Regions from separate parts of the Zea mays genome. Here regions 2 and 3 are each linked to region 1. A link is a contact called in public Hi-C data. All regions are on one chromosome and are shown on one strand. Each heading gives the region's core, a stretch centred on a gene start, on an enhancer-like site or on the middle of the called end of the contact. The rest is flanking DNA. Distances are from core to core; before and after follow the strand shown.

Region 1 (3,346 bases), core at 588-3,087:
TTTGTTTTCCTATTATGTTTTACACTTGAAAAACAAATTTGCTCCTAGAGCCAGACAATTCTTTCATTTGTACTGTGTATGTTAGTAGTATAGAGGCTGAAGCTGCAATGCTTGGCAAGGTGAAGTGCAATTTGATTTCTAAATAGTCTGGTTCCTGGTACTGTGGAACATTTGTTTTCTTTATGTTTGTTTAATGAAAAGAACAAATGTTCGCAAACTTGAACTTCAGAGATATTATGCACAAGTACTGTGTTCAACAATGGTGTGATCTTTTACCCTGACAGCGTCATAGGCACTGACTCCCACACAACTATGATAGTTGGTCTTGGAGTTGTTGGGTGGAGAGCTGGTGGTATAGAGGTGGAAGATGCAATGCTTGGTAGGTGAAGTACATTTTGATTTCTAAAAAGTCTGGTTTTGGTACTATGAACCATTTGTTTTCTTTATGTTTGTTTAATGAAAAGAACAAATGTTCACAAACTTGAGCTTCAGAGATTTTATGCACAAGTACTGTTCTCTATGCTATGTTCTATTTTCGTGGTTGATCTGCTTCAGTAGCGCACATACATACATATTGATTGATGTCTTTTTTTCTTTATGCAGCCAATGGACATGGTCTTGCTAGGGGTTGTTGACTTTAAGTTATCAGTCAAGCCGGGGAATGAAGTTACAACCATGGACTTGGTTTCAGCATAACTCAAATGCTTAGTAAACATTGTGTTGTCGGGAAATTTGTTGAGTTCTATGCTAACCGTAATTTTTTGAAATTTGATTTCTAAAAAGTCTGGTTCTGGTACTATGGAATATTTGTTTTCTTTATGTTTGTTTAATGAAAAGAACAGTTGGTCACAAACTTGAGCTTTAGAATTTTTATTTACAAGTACTGTCCTCTATGCTATGACTTACTTTTGTGGTTGATCTGCTTCAGTAACCTACATACATACATATTCAGGTACCCAGACCACTCTTTATGACCATGATGAAATTATAACCACTTCGCTTCTTTAGTGTGCTACTAATGAACTCATTTGTTCTGTAGTTGAGCTGCCATGATGCTTCACTTGCAATACAACCTATTTTTGATCGTTTTGAAACCGTTGTGATCACTTTTGGAACTCCCAGCTCTCGCTAGAAGATAAATTTCATTTGGCATATTGAAGTCAACATACTTATAAGAATTGTTGTGTGCAACTCAGGTGAATATTTTTGCTCAGTTTGGTGGTGTTTCTTCTTTTTTGCTTTTGGTCTCGAGTTTTCACTAACTAAGGTACTAAAAAAAAATCTCTGAATGTTGTCTTGAGTATCTCTTTCCAGAGTAACTTTTGACAACCTTACATGCCAAAAGGTTTTCTTACTGGGACTGTCATTTTTATTAGTTGAAAGTCATTGGTCCTATTGCTGTACCTAGAGGTCTGCTTCAGATTGCTCTGTTTATGTTCCTGTGTTGCCTCACTGCAGCGGTATATATGCATCTATCAGGCTAAGAATAAGAGTGAATGAATGCCATGTAGTAAGCCATGACGCTAACTGCTGAGTGTAAAATATGTAGCAGACTCAAACATGCCTTTTTATTATTAAAAGTGACTATAGGTGGCGTGCAATCTAGCTCTGTACAAACACATGTAGATTTCAATATGTTTCGCTTACCTGGAACATGTATACAAATCTGTTTTGGACCAATATCTAACATACTTTGTAAATTGTCTTAGATATATGTATCATGTCTTTTTCATTATTTTAACTTCTGAACATGGGGTTTACAAATGTTGCAGTTTCAAATTATCTGGATCCACATTTTTTGCCCTTTACAAGGGTTTTTTGTGATTTGGCTCTTTGTAATGCCCTTCTAAACTCTACTCTTTTGGCCGAGTAGGGCGCGACGAAGCGCGGTTCTTTTTCTAGTCGTCATTAACAATGCATTAGGCAGCGCGCGATCTCAAGCCATCCGGCAGCATCGATGCCAACTCCTCTTCTCGAGCAAACGCCTTGATGACAAGTTGCCATTAGCAGGCGGCTCCGTATAGTAGAAAGAGAAGACGACCTGTGTTTTGGGGTTTAGGGTTTAAAGCAGGCCAAAAAAAAAGTTATAAAAAGTAACGGAGCGCGACGAGGGTAGAAAGCGGAAGGCCCGCCGCTTCCCCTTCTTCATTCCCGTCCCACACACGCCGCCGCCGCCGGTGCGGCTCGCTTCCGTCCCCCCCGGTCCGCGCGGGCTGCCTGCGGGAGCAGGGTGGCAGGGCACTCCGGCAACCACGTGGGTGGGGAGGCGACGACACCACCCTATGCTCTGTCCTCGCCCGCAGGGTAAGGTATGGGATCGATTCCTGTGTCGCCTCCACGCGCCTCGCGCCTTTTTCTTGCGCCCTGTCTCTGCGGAGGCTTCCTCGCTTCTCTCTGTTTTGCTTGCTTGGCGGGATTTGGCCCTGGATCTGTGCACCGGTAGCCGGATTTGGGCGGCGAGTTGGTGCGCTGTATGTAATGGCTCTTACGTGATGCTGTGTTTTGTGGTACGATGTTTTGGATCTGTTTCATTGGCTTGATTTGTATCCTCTTCTCTTTTTTTTTTCTTGTCTCTGTTTGCATCTTTTTTTACGGAGAAGGTGTAATTTATGATTGAGGGCCAATGCAGGCTGTTTGGTCTAAGTTACAGGCTAACGATATCGTTTTTCCAGTTGAGGCTAATTTCCTAATAGAACATTGTCTACGTTTTTATTTGGACTATACCATGATTTTCTTGATATTGTTATTGCAACTGATAGAATAGCAGCATGTATTTATCTCTCGTGTGTGGTACTCATGCTCTATATCTATAATTCCCTAGTTTATAAAAACAATAAGGACATTCTTATCTTGAATTATGGTTAATGTTTATTTGGGATCGTATACATTAGTAGTATAGTGGTGAGTATTCCCGCCTGTCACGCGGGTGACCCGGGTTCGATCCCCGGCAACGGCGCATTTTTTATATTTCCATTCCTTTTTATATATTTTCCTTTTTTTTTCAGAGGGGCCGGCTGTTGCGGGCTCTGGGCTCAGACCTCTCACCTCGGGCCTCAGAGAGTCAGAGCGAGAGTCGGTCCAACGGCTACTGGTTCCACTGTCTCCGCTTCCAGACTCTACGTTCCTGTCTCGTTCAAAACCCTAAACCTTTCCTCTCCATCGGACTCTCGCCGCCGCCCCATGGCGGCGGAACCAAGAGAGCCCACATCCTCGCTGGATGCCCAGCTCGCGGCCTCTTCCTCCTCCGCAGCCGGCGTAGGCGGCCCCAACCCGTGCTGCGCGACGGTAATTGACCCTCCCTCTTCTCATCATGACACCGCATTCTGTCTTGTTCTGTTCTTGACGT
Region 2 (3,206 bases), core at 608-3,107, 130 kb after region 1:
CTGGGGTCGGGCGGAGCGGAGTTCGCCGTCTTCCGGGTCTTAGCCCGAGTCCGAGCCCTGGGGTCGGGCGGAGCGGAGTTCGCCGTCTTCCGGGTCTTAGCCCGAGTCTGAGCCCTGGGGTCGGGCGGAGCGGAGTTCGCCGTCTTCCGGGTCTTAGCCCGAGTCCGAGCCCTGGGGTCGGGCGGAGCGGAGTTCGCCGTGGCGCTTTTGGCAAGGCCTGACTGCCTGTCAGACTCACTCTGTCGAGTGGCACCGCAGTCGGAGTGGCGCAGGCGGCGCTGTCCTTCTGTCAGACTGGTCAGTGGAGCGGCTGAGTGACGGCGGTCACTTCGGCTCTGCCGGGGGCGCGTGTCAGGATAAAGGTGTCAGGCCACCTTTGCGTTAAATGCTCCTGCAATTTGGTCAGTCGGTGCGGCGATTTAGTCAAGGTTGCTTCTGAGCGAAGCCAAGGCCTTGGGCGAGCCGGTGATGTGTCCGCCGTAAAAAGGGGGGCCTCGGGCGAGACGGAAGTCTCTCGAGGTCGGCTGCCCTTGGCCGAGGCTAGGCTCGGGTGAAGCGTGATCGAGTCACTCGTGTGGACTGATCCCTGACTTAATCGTACCCATCAGGCCTTTGCAGCTTTATGCTGATGGGGGTTACCAGCTGAGAATTAGGCGTCTTGAGGGTACCCCTAATTATGTTCCCCGACAACTATAATTAAATGGGTCTTGTTGTCTTGATCTATTTTCGTTACAATCTCTCTATTTTTGATGATCGATGAAAACCCAACTAAAACAAGTAAATAATTAAATAGAAAAGAATGCAATCTACTTGTTAGGATACAAATGCAAAGAGAAACAAATGAGGTACCATCAGCTTTAGGATATACATGTCATTTTGCATCCAAAACAGATAATCAGTTAAAAATAATCAGGATTGCCAATAGTTCAACTTGTTCAGACAGTGGTTTCTCGAGATCTCAGCTTAGTACCAGGAAAGCTAAAATAAACAGGACCTGTAGTTACTGTACCGCTTATATGAAGAGAGATCAGAATGTAATTCATTTGGATGAAACTTGGGACGATGAACTGACGTTTCGTCCAATCACATGCATCAGATTAATTGTGGTGAATAGCCTATCAAATAACAAATCACACTGCGCATTGCAACTTTTTTTTTCCTAGCATGAATGCTGACATTACTTTAGAATCTATATATACATAGGTCCTGAGAAAATCCCAATGCACTTCATAATAGCATCTCTCTCTCTCTCTCTCGAAAATAAAGATTCGCCGCCTTTGTATTGTGACTGGTCTGATTTCTGTCCTCATTTTTTCCCCAAGTTATTATCTTGCAATAAAAAAAAACTTGACAAGATCGTCAGAGAATCGAATCCGAGGAGGAAGCGCCCACTCTGAGGCCGCCTAGTACAGAGAATCAGGGCCTACTTTCACACAAACACAATGGACCCTCCTCCCATTCTCCACTAACCAAGTAACCAACTGCTAGCGCAATGCCAAATCCACACCCAATACCACCTTTAGTGAGACAAACAATCATAGAGGAGAGAGAAAGCATGGTACTGGAGCAGCGCAGCGCAGGGGTGGATTAGCAGCCACACCAAAATAAAATAAAATAAAATAGACCAAACAGTCCTGTCTAAATTAAAAAAAAGCACCCCATAGAAAGAGAGAGAAGCACCATTCATACATACAAATAAAAAAGAGATAAATAGGTGAGAATAAGATAGAGTGAGATACAAGCCATACTGAAAGCCCCTTTTTTCCTCCCTCATGATCTTATCCCTTCTTTAGGGTCTCATCTACCACTACAATTGCCAATCTGCCTCTAGTTTCTGCACTGTTACGATTCGCCTAGTACTCCTCTCCTTCACCTTGATGTGCCTCGGAATCTGATATTCTATTTTTTTCAGAAGCTAGGTAGTACTACCTCGAAGGGGAAAATCGTTTCTTTTTTTTCACTATTATTTTCTTTTTGGGAGTGAGGTCTCTCCCCCTGTGGGCTGTGGGCTGTGGGCTGTCACTGACCTCTTCCCTTCTGTGTCCGCCAATTTATCTGGTGCCCTGAGCTCTCTTGTGTGTGATCTGTGAATCACTGAATCCTTCTCGCCAACAGCCCAACACATGGAAAAGAGAGCTGCAGAAGCAGACGCCTAAAACATGGCCGCAGTATGCTCCTCATTCACCTGCCGCGTCTAGTATTTCGGAAATATTTTGTATTTATTAAAGCAGGAGAGGGAGGCAAGCAGCAGCCGAGGCCGAGCTATCTCTCTATTTCCCCCTCGCCCAGCTCAGATCCGAAGCCTGAAGGAAATCGCGCCAACAGGCCCTAGCCCCAGATGCGCGCCGCCGCTTGCTGCCTGCGCTGCTGCTACTCCTTCTAGGGGTCTTGCGGCGATGCTGGGCGTCGAGCCCGAGAGCGGAGGCGCCGCGTCCTCCTCCGCCGCAGGTGAGACTCTTGGCCGCTGAATCCGCTGCGCTGGTGGGTTTCTTGCTGCGTTTGGTCTGGCCGCTGGTTTTTTCAGTTGTCGTCGTTTGTTGGCTGGTTGTTGGTGCTGTTCGGGTCGATTTAGCGGGTGCTCTGGTCGGCGCCTCTTTGCGGTGTTTCAGATGCGAATTTTCGGGCTCGGGTGGAGACTTGTTCGTGAGGCCTATGGGTCCAAGAATCTTAACAGAAATCGATTTTGTCTGCTGGAACTGTTTCGTGTGATGTTCTTGCGTTTAGTTCGCGGTTCTTGTTAGTCGTCGGGGTTGATTAAAGTCGTCTCTTGCCGATGCTGAGATGACCTGACGTTTCTTGTCTTGCTGCAGAGAATTTTGACGCTGGCCAGTACGCCTTCTTCGGGAAGGAGCCACTCGAGGGGTTCGAGCTCGGGGGTTTGGAGGAAGCCGGCAGTGATGGCAATGGCGGTGGATTCAGCGGGCCAGATGAGGGGCTGTACCGGCTAAACTCGGTTGGAGACGAGGTGCAGATTCTAGAACCGTCATATCCACAAAGTTGCCATATTTTTTCTTTATAAAATAAAATTATGTGCCTCTCGTTCCTTGTTTGTGCGTTTGGTTCCCATGTATCATGTATGCTTTATTTCTTTCCCGTACATGTCAATTTTTGCATGGGCTGACTGATAGTGGAAGACTAGTGCGGGGAGTAATCCAGAATATATTCCCGTGGGCCGCAAGGGCAAAATTTAGTGGAATTGAGGTTCA
Region 3 (3,534 bases), core at 406-2,905, 230 kb after region 1:
TTGCGACGGGGACGCGTGATGGCCGCGCTTGCGAACCCTAGCGAAATGAGGGTGGCTTTCCGTGGAAGCGTCCTCAGACCCGCTTCTGGCGTCGCGTAGGCGGGTGGCTTCTCATCGAAGCGCGACGCGAATAAGCGGGAGGAGAAGCTGCGCGTTTGGTAGCCGCTTCAGCTTCTGGCGGCCAGAATCCGCCAGAAGCTGAACCAAACGGCACCAATGTCTATTCAGATGGATTGTGAATGTTTGATTTTTTTCTCTCGTACGAATGCAAGTGCCGTGCCGTACGTGAGCTGAGTTGGAGGAGCCGTGTCCGTGTGGGAGCATGGGAGGCTGGGAGCGTTGGATAGCGAGTTTCCACGCGTCATGCATCGGCAGGTAGGCCGCACGGTGATGGCTTTGCGGCCCTGCCGTGTGCAATTTTTTTTCCCAATTTTTTCCGTTTTTTCAGGTAGTAGCATTTGCAATATACATAGTACTAGGATTAGGATACCCTTTGTTGGATGGTAGAGCATTACAAGGTTTGAACGATGTATGTTTTTCAAACAACACTGTAATTGTATCACTTGAACCGTCCGTACCGATCCATGATGCAAGGCGACGATGATAGATTGACGATGATAGATTGGATCTTCTAGTACTGGCTGCCGTTTTTAAGTCTTTATTTGATCGTGTAAAATAAGGACGTGACACTGTATATAATACTATTTAAGGCTGAGTCCAGTGCACAGCCTCTCTCTCGCCCCTGCCACGTCAGCTCTCGCCTCCACTCTCGCCCCTGCTGCTCCAGTGCACAGGCTGCAGCAGGCTACAGCCTCAGGCTATAACACACGTGGACCAATCAGAAGCCGCCACTCACTGTCGCCCCTCGCTCTCGCCCGCGAAGACGCCATCGCCAACGCGTCGCCCCGCTCTCGCCTGCCTATCGCCGGGCGGTAGCAGTAGCGCCCGCCGGGTCGCTCTCGCCCGCCTCCAGCCCCGCTCTCGCCTCCTGCTGGGCGCTATCGCCCTCACTATAGCCTGCATTGGCACCAGCCTAACACTGTTTATAAAGTAGAGTTTGAAATAAAGGACGTGATAAAATTTGAGATTTGGGAGCTGCTGAAGATATACTTGCGGAAATATTTTAGCTTACATGAATCGTGATTGAACCCAGGTTGTGTACCGAGTGAAGCTGGCTTGGGACTCTTGCTTGGGAGCGAAGGCTTGAATCAATGCACGCTTCTCGAGGCTGTAGAAAAGCCGAGGTCTCACTTTCAGGTCAGGTCTCCCTCCCGGCCTCCCCTATGTGCTGTGGCTGGGCTGTCAGGCTGTCACTGACCTCTTGTGATTTGTGAATCCTTCTCGCCAAGACGCCAACAGGCAACAGCCCAACACATGGAAAAGAGAGCTGCAGAAGCAGACGCCCAAAACCGCCGTACTCCATGCTCCTACTGCTGCACTACTGCACTAGTCGGAGTACCACACAATACGAGAGTGGCCGGTCGCACTGAGCAGCGCAGCACACTGCAAACTGTAGTAGTGTGATGTGTGACAACCGAGCTGGAGCCTGGAGCTGGCGGCCCCTACTCGCTGAAGACCGGAAGAGAGGGCTCTGGTCGTTACACGAGAGGGTTTTAACGGGGAGGGGAGGGGAGGGGAGGGGAGGGCAGGGGAGCATTGGTAGCAGCAGTATTCTTTCCCTTCCTGCTCGATGCATCCCTTTCTTCTCTAGCCTCGCAAAGTCGCACTCTTTGGGTGTTCTCGCCTCCTCCTCGGGCGACGCTGCCGCCGGCGGAGGTGCACTCCCTGTCTCCCTCTGACTCCCTCCCCCTCTTTCCCTCGCCATTAATTTGCCGCCTGCCATCCCGGCCGCGCTTCAGTACGCCTGAAAGTTCGGTTTTGGCTCCCATGGGCGGTGGACGCAACTAGCATTTCTTTCTTGGCGGTTCTTGGTGTCTTGTGGTTGTGGGGGTGGGCACCGAGCAGCTTCATAGGAATGGGGGTGGCGCGGAGGGAGGAGCACCGGGCGGCCGCCGCCGCGTTCCTGTACGCGCTGACGGTTCTTGGGGTGTTGGCGGGCGGCGCCGGCGTCCGCGCTTTCGAGGACGGCACTGCGGTGTACATTGTCACCATGAAGCAGGCGCCGGTTTCCCACAGGCGACTTAACTTGGAGAAGTTCGGGAGCAGCAAGGCTGCTACTGCCGTCGGCCGCGGCGGCAGCGGAGGAGGAGGAGGAGGAGACACCCCGACCACCAGCGTCCTCAGGAAGCCGAGGTTGTTCTTTGTCGAACTTTACTGATTGTTTGTATTTTTTTTTTGTTCTACAGCTATTATATGTTCTGCATTTTGTCGCTTCGGCGTTTCTGATGTGATATGCAAAATTTTACCGAGTTTTGAGCTTTCTTGATTGTGCTGTAGTGGAGATGATTGAGTTGCTCCATCGCTCATACTTTTAACCTGCCGACAGATCGTTTCGCTGCTGTAAAATTGCTGGTTACATTGGGGGTGGCGGTGTCTCTAGTTAGACTATTTTGCCGCGTGAATTGTATATGGGCATGGGATTTGATCCGACCAGAACACTGTCACACCAGTAACCGCGTGAATGGTATATGGCCATATGGCCCTTTGCTGCTGTTGATACATAAATACATATCATCAACATAGCCTTTAGTCCCAAGCAAATTGAGATAGGCTAGAGTTAAAATCCAACAAGAATTCACAAAATAAGAAAGAGAGAGAAAGGGGAGCGAAAAAAGCTTTTGAGAGCACTAAAAGGGAAAATGCCTAATCACGGTTCGGGCACGTGGATAGCTTCTTTCCAATCACTTCTATCCAAACACAACTCCTTTGGGATATTCCATTCCTTCAAGTCCCTTTTGATTACCTCCTCCCATGTCAAGTTTGGTCGCCCTCTACCTCTCTTCACCGGTGTCTCTGGGGGTCTCCGGTGGAAATGCCCAAACCATCTCAATCTCAATCGGTGTTGAATAAGCTTTTCTTCAATTGACGCTACTCCTAGCCGATCGTGTATGTCATCGTTTCTCACTCCAACGCAACATACGTATCTCTGCGACACTTAGTTGTTGGATATGTCGTCTTTTAGTAGGCCAACCCTCAGCGTCATATAACATAGCAGGCCTAATCGTAGTCCTGTAGAACTTGCCTTTCAACTTCTGTGGCACTCTCTTGTCACATAGGTCTCGACGCCATTTTATCCACCCTTTGATCTTATGGCTAACATCTTCATCAATATCACCATCTCTCTGTAGCATCGATCCCAAATAACGGAAGGTGTCATTCTTTGGTACTACCTGGCCTCCCAAGCTTACATCTCCATCCTCACTAATTGTAGTACCAAAGTCACATCTCATATACTCGGTTTTAGTCATGCTAATTCTAAATCCTGTTGACTATAGGGTCTGACGCCATAACTCTAGCTTTCTATTTACTCATTCTCGTTTTCATCTACTACAAGTACATCGTCAGCAAAAAACATACACCAAGGGATATCTCCTTATATATCCTCGTGACCTCATCTATCACTAAGATAAATAG

The links. Hi-C and Micro-C count contacts between places; a contact is called where the count stands out from the background.
Region 2: a contact with region 1 is called in a Hi-C map of ear, with 3 times the contacts expected there. The contact joins the promoter of LOC100272651 here to the promoter of LOC100384198 in region 1. A contact is called at or near these places in 14 of 25 Hi-C or Micro-C datasets (bundle sheath, ear, endosperm and 4 more).
Region 3: a contact with region 1 is called in a Hi-C map of endosperm, with 1.8 times the contacts expected there. The contact joins the promoter of LOC100381627 here to the promoter of LOC100384198 in region 1. A contact is called at or near these places in 4 of 25 Hi-C or Micro-C datasets (ear, endosperm and leaf).

The regions. Positions count from the first base shown.
Region 1 is chr3:198,964,424-198,967,769 of Zm-B73-REFERENCE-NAM-5.0, reverse strand. It overlaps LOC100384198, which reads left to right and starts at 1,837. Exons shown (of 9, transcript XM_020549945.1): 1 at 1,837-2,309; 2 at 3,006-3,285. The coding sequence starts at 3,181.
Region 2 is chr3:198,833,550-198,836,755 of Zm-B73-REFERENCE-NAM-5.0, reverse strand. LOC100272651 reads left to right here and starts at 1,857. Exons shown (of 5, transcript NM_001147109.1): 1 at 1,857-2,448; 2 at 2,811-2,965. The coding sequence starts at 2,397.
Region 3 is chr3:198,731,290-198,734,823 of Zm-B73-REFERENCE-NAM-5.0, reverse strand. LOC100381627 (Subtilisin-like protease SBT2.1) reads left to right here and starts at 1,655. Exons shown (of 10, transcript NM_001361459.1): 1 at 1,655-2,256. The coding sequence starts at 1,976.